Linked DNA regions of Sus scrofa: region 1 is linked to region 2. The links are chromatin contacts, called in public HiChIP or PLAC-seq maps. All regions are on one chromosome and are shown on one strand. The core of a region is the stretch at or near the end of the contact, and the rest is flanking DNA. Distances in the headings are between cores, read along the strand shown.

Region 1 (2,700 bases), core at 56-2,555, 34 kb before region 2:
GGGCACTGTGCATGCACTCTGCACACAGCACCACCAAGGGGGCAGACCACCAGATCCCTAGACTCACCCTTATCCCCACCACCTCCTCAGGGAGCAAGCAAGGGCAGCTGTTACTTGTTTTCCTACCTCCTGCTGCAGTACCGGTGCCAATAAAGCCTTGACTAAATTTGTCTGGCCTCTCATCAATTTGTATTAACGAGGTCAAAAACCCTTGTCAGTAACAGAAGGGTACACCTGAACTAAATTTGGACTTTTATTTCTTTCATTCCCCCGTTTGCCTAACAATAGTATAATTAATCTATCATCGGTTTGGAGAATGTTATTTCTCTATTATCATATTAAGAGACATTTTTAGATATGCTATGGACTTACAAAATATTATTATAATTTCTGCAGTGAACCTGTGTTAAGTTAATTTTAAGAAAAGACAACCTCAGACCTTGAGTATAATTTGCCCGGAACAAAACAAGGAAGATTTTGTTAAGGATGGCAAAGAGAGAGAAGCTAAAGAAAGAGGGGCTAAGAAAGGGCTAGTGAAGAACCGTGAAGCTCCTCAAGAGGTGGTAGGAAATGGGCTCCATAGCCCAAGCGGAGGGAAGCGCCTAAAGGAGTAAAGGGGGGAAACTTAAGGACAAGAGGCAGACAGACTGAGGACAGAAGTTGAGAAAGTTAGTAAAGACACATTTGATTCCACAATTTACTGTGCCCAAACCCGTCCCAAGCACTGGGTTCCAGCAAGGGCAGAAGCCGGGCCGGGCGCCCATATAACTCGAGTAGCTCAGGAAAGAGGCGAGCGGGAACTGGGACCGAGGAAGGAGAGGCCGCCACGGTCAGGGGAGAACCACAGGGTCGCTTAACTGCTGACGGGTATATAGGCCACCAGCAGAGCCCTCTAAGCACGCGCGCTTTGAGCGGCGCCGGAAATGTCGCCACGCAGCCGGGTGTCCCCTTCAGCCAATGGACGCGCCGTGCGCCCCGCAACGGGGACCTGCGCGGCACCTGGGGAGAAAAGGCGGGAGGCCCGTAAAGCTGGAGAAGGGACTGTCCCTCTACGTTATTACGCGTGTTACCAGAACAAGGTATTTGTGGAGGGCGTCTCCTCCAGCCTCTCTTCCGCTGGTTAACCAAATTCAGGGACACCACGCCTTCAATCCGAGGACCGCCCCACGCTCGCGGCTGCCCTCAGTAAATATGGCGGAGAGGAGCGAAGAAAAGTCGGAAGTTAGCAGTGTGGGAGGAGCCGGCAGGGGGCGTGTCGAGGCCTGTCCTAGATACGGAGGGGTCCGGATGGGCGTGGCCACCCTCAGGTACTGGGTTTTAGATCAATGAAGTGCACGCAACGCAGGGAGCTGCGTCCCTCCGTCGTCTCTTGGAGGCGGGTCACTAAAGGCCCCGCCCTCGTCCAGTTATCTCCGTCTTGAAGGTATCCCCTGAATCTCCGAGATTTGGCCGGAGTTGGGCAGTGGACATCCAGCTCCTCCGCAGTCCCTAGTGGCGATGGAGGACGCCCAGGAGAACCCCGCGGAGTCTAGCTCCTCTGCCCCCGTGTCCGAAGAGCCTGCCAGCTTGGCCAGGGGCTCCCAGGTGTTGCCTCCAGAGGAATCGACGGTCTGCACCCGACCTCTGGAGGCGGCCCCCAAGAAACTTTGTGGATATTTAAGCAAGTTGGGAGGCAAAAGGCCCATCCGGGGTTGGAAATCCCGCTGGTTTTTCTACGACGAGAGAAAATGTCACCTGTATTATTCGCGGACCGCACAGGATGCAAACCCCTTGGACAGCATCGACCTCTCCTGTGCGGTATTTGACTGCAAGGCGGACGCCGAGGAGGGGACTTTCGAAATCAAGACCCCCAGCCGGACTATTACCTTGAAGGTAAATGATGCAATTTTCTCCTTTTCAGCACAGCGGGGTGCAAGTGAGTGGTCACAATAAACTTACTGTAACTATAATCACCGACCCCAAACACCCCTGTGAACCCTGGGTTCACAGGGTCTTGTGCTTTACAAAGGGCATTCACACTCATTTCCTCATTGTGTTCCCATAACAAAGGCCCACATGATATACGCATATTACGGATCAAGTAATTGAGTCATAGGAGTTCCCGTTGTGGCGCAGTGGTTAACAAATCCGACTGGGAACCATGAGGTTGCGGGTTCAATCCTTGGCCTTGCTCAGGGGGTTGAGGATCCAGCGTTGCGTGAGCTGTGGTGTAGGTCGCAGACGCGGCTCGGATCCGGCGTTGCTGTGCCTCTGGTGTAGGCGGGTGGCTACAGCTCCTTATTAGACCCCTATCCTGGGGACCTCCATATGCCGCGGGAGCGGCCCTAGAAAAGGCAAAAAGACAAAAAAAAAAAAAAAAAAAAAAAAAAATTGAGTCATAAAGAGATGAAGTGACTGGTCCAAGGTCACACAACTAAAAAGTGGTGTAGCCCACACTTGGAATCCCGTGGGTTTTCTACCTCTCAGCACTTGATCAAAACTTTTACTTTTGGGTGTGGCTAATAATGCAGTTGCCTTAACTTTTTTACTTCGGGTTGAAGTATAATCAAGATATGAGCTTTGCTGCCCTCTCTCAAGGCATGACTTCTGAATCACGTTTCTTTTTATTTCTTAACTTTTAAAAAAGTTTTCTTTTTAATTTTAATGCCCCCCCCCCCACATATGGAAGTTCCCCATCCAGGGATCCAATCCATCATAGTC
Region 2 (2,700 bases), core at 20-2,519:
TAAGGCAGTACAGGACTCTCTTATTGAGAGTCCTTTATATTGGCACAGAATGAATGAATAAGTAACTTTTCAGCACATGCCATGTACCAGACACCATCTAGCCCCTAGCAGTTCACATCAGAGGATCTCACTGGGTCTTCATGAGGCAGAACAGGAGTTCCTGCACCCATTGCACAGAGCAAACTGAGGTTCGGAACCCTGAAGTGACCCTGCCTTGATTTGCATGGCCAACCTGCAGTGAAGCCCAGGCGGGATCCCTACCCAGGGCCCACTTTATCCCTGCCACCCTTTATCTGGGGAAAGGCCTTGCAAGGTGTCACTGATGTGGGATTTTGCTGGCAGTGAGTATGACGAGTATGGCTTCCTGACGGTGCCCAACTACGAGGTGGAAGACCTGAAGCTGTTGGCCAAGATTCAGGCATTGGAGGTGCATTCCCACCACCTGCTGGCCCACGAGGCTGTGGAGCAGCCACTGCGGGAGCGCTGGGCTGCCCTGGGCAAGCTGGCACCCTCAGCAGAGCTCAAGCAGCTGCTGCGGGCAGGCGTGCCCCGCGAGCACCGGCCACGTGTCTGGAGGTGGCTGGTCCACCTCCGCGTCCAGCACCTACAGGCCCCGGCCGCTACCAGGAGTTGCTAACCCGGGCCAGGCCTGCAAGCACCCCGCTGCCCGCCAGATTGAGCTGGATCTGAACCGGACCTTCCCCAACAACAAGCATTTCACCTGTCCCACCTCCAGCTTCCCTGACAAGCTCCGCCGGGTGCTGCTGGCCTTCTCCTGCAGAACCCTACCATCGGCTACTGTCAGGGCCTAAACAGGTGAGCCATAGCCCCACTGAGGGCCCAGCCTCTACCTTCCAAGAGAACTCTCTCTTTGGAGCTTTGCAACGACCTGGAGAGGGCAATTCAGGAGGCTTGGTCCCCACTGTACAGATGGGGACAAGCAGGTGAAAGGACATGTTCAAGACAGAGTTGGGGAGTTACTGCTGTGGCACAGTAGGTTAAGGATCCAACTGCAGCGGCTCAAGTTGCTGCACAGGTGCAGTTCAATCCCTGGCCCTGCACAATGGGTTAAAGAATCCGGTGTTGCCACAGCTGCAGTGTAGACTGCAGCTGTAGCTGAGATTCAATCCCTGGCCCAAGAACTTCCATAAGCTGCGGTGCAGCCATTTAAAAAAAAAAAAAAAAATTGGACCAGAGCCTTGGTTCCCTGTCCCATGCCCTATCCTTATTTGTCCTCAGGGTGGTGCCACTCCCATAGAGAGCACATGAGCGGGGCCCCTGGGGCTGTGTAGCACACAGCCAGCTCACAAATTACATGACTGCCTGAGTCAGATATCATTGCTTTAAACAAAATCCACTCAGAGGAGAAAAAAAATTTTAAATGTTACAGAGGATGCTCCCAAAAGCCAAGAAAAGGAAAGAGAACCAGGGACCAGATGGTCATTGGAAGCCAAGGCAACTGCTCACTCTAGCAGGGCTGCAACACAGCACAACCCAAGGCGGTGCCATGGTGCCGCATCCCAAGGAGACTCAGTCCCCTGAGATTGTGCAACCCTCTGTGGGCTGCATGGTTTCTTGTCTCTCTCATAGTACTTGGCTGCTATCTTCTCTCTCAGCAGACCAGCCTCTCTGTCTGCCATTCCTTGGACATTCAGGGTCCATCAGGGCTGTCAGAATAGAGACCTCAGCCTCTAAATCGAGGCTTTCAGCAACCCACTTGTCGATACCCTCATGTCCCAGGCCAAAGGAAGGAAGCTAGCCCAGCCTGGATTAATTTCTACTTCTGGTCCAACAGCAGGAGACAAGAGATCAGGGATAGGAAAGGGTGGGGTGACTTGGTAGGGCTGCCCCTGCCAGTACTATGGGGGACTCTCGTGGCTGCCCTGAGTTATCTTGATCTTGATAGAGTAATAATCTCAAATATTCCCAAAGCAAGTTTTGGCTCAACTTTAAATTTAAATACATATATATTCCAGCAAAATTTACTTAAGCCATTCTGCTCTTTTTTTCAGAATAGGCAGTGTGTGACATTTATTTAACACAGAATAAATATTCAGAGTGTCCCTATTCAAATTTGAATGGTTCCCATGGTAGATATTTTTGATTTTTTTTTCCCAGCTTCAGTTGGATGAAATTGAGTATATACAAGTGCAATCACTGAGAATTCAGAGTTAAGCCCAACAGTAATGCCTCTCAGTCTAAGCATCCTTGGAAAACATGTTCAGATTTTATGCTACTCTAAACGTTTGCTATGGGGCTGTCCATAGACATTCATTCATTCAGCAGCTAAGCAGAAGCCTATGCATTTCTCATCTGTTTGAACATGTTAAAATCCAGAAGGGACAAAACTTGTTAATCCTCTTTAAAATGAGATTTGAAGGGAGCTGGAAGCTATGAGGTTAGTATAAATAATTGTTATGTTTCATGCAAAGGTCAGGAGGAACTAAGACTTGATGAGGGCCTCCTGGAAACCAGGGACTTTACATATCTGACGTCATCTAATCCTCAGAAAAATTCTGTGAGGTGGCATTGGTGTCCATATTGCCCAGATGAGACAAGAGAGGGTCCTAAGAAACTAAGAAGCCTACCTAGGCCTCATGATGCATGGGGGCACCATGCATGGTCCAGCTGCTAACCCTGGTCTCCAGCACCAAGACCTGGTCCTTCCTACCATCTGCCCTCACTCAAAATTGGAACTGT

What was found. HiChIP or PLAC-seq counts read pairs in DNA pulled down with a chosen protein or histone mark.
Region 1: an H3K27ac HiChIP or PLAC-seq map of alveolar macrophages shows a contact between it and region 2. The contact joins the promoter of TBC1D2 here to the enhancer-like site in region 2. A contact is called at or near these places in 1 of 5 promoter capture datasets (liver), 25 of 47 Hi-C or Micro-C datasets (adipocytes, adipose tissue, alveolar macrophages and 14 more) and 2 of 2 datasets of contacts at active chromatin or transcription factors (alveolar macrophages and skeletal muscle).

The regions. Positions count from the first base shown.
Region 1 is chr1:240,048,532-240,051,231 of Sscrofa11.1, reverse strand. TBC1D2 (TBC1 domain family member 2A) reads left to right here and starts at 1,305. Exons shown (of 16, transcript XM_021066519.1): 1 at 1,305-1,872. The coding sequence starts at 1,498.
Region 2 is chr1:240,014,455-240,017,154 of Sscrofa11.1, reverse strand. It overlaps TBC1D2 (TBC1 domain family member 2A), which reads left to right. Exons shown (of 16, transcript XM_021066519.1): 9 at 343-608; 10 at 611-637; 11 at 640-774; 12 at 777-816. Among named protein-coding and RNA genes, the nearest start is that of CORO2A, 15 kb to the right of the region's middle. Within about 2 kb of position 1,269, at least 2 of the 83 cell types and tissues checked have an H3K27ac peak or open chromatin away from gene starts, as enhancers often do. A contact at or near this core is called in alveolar macrophages, where this site is marked.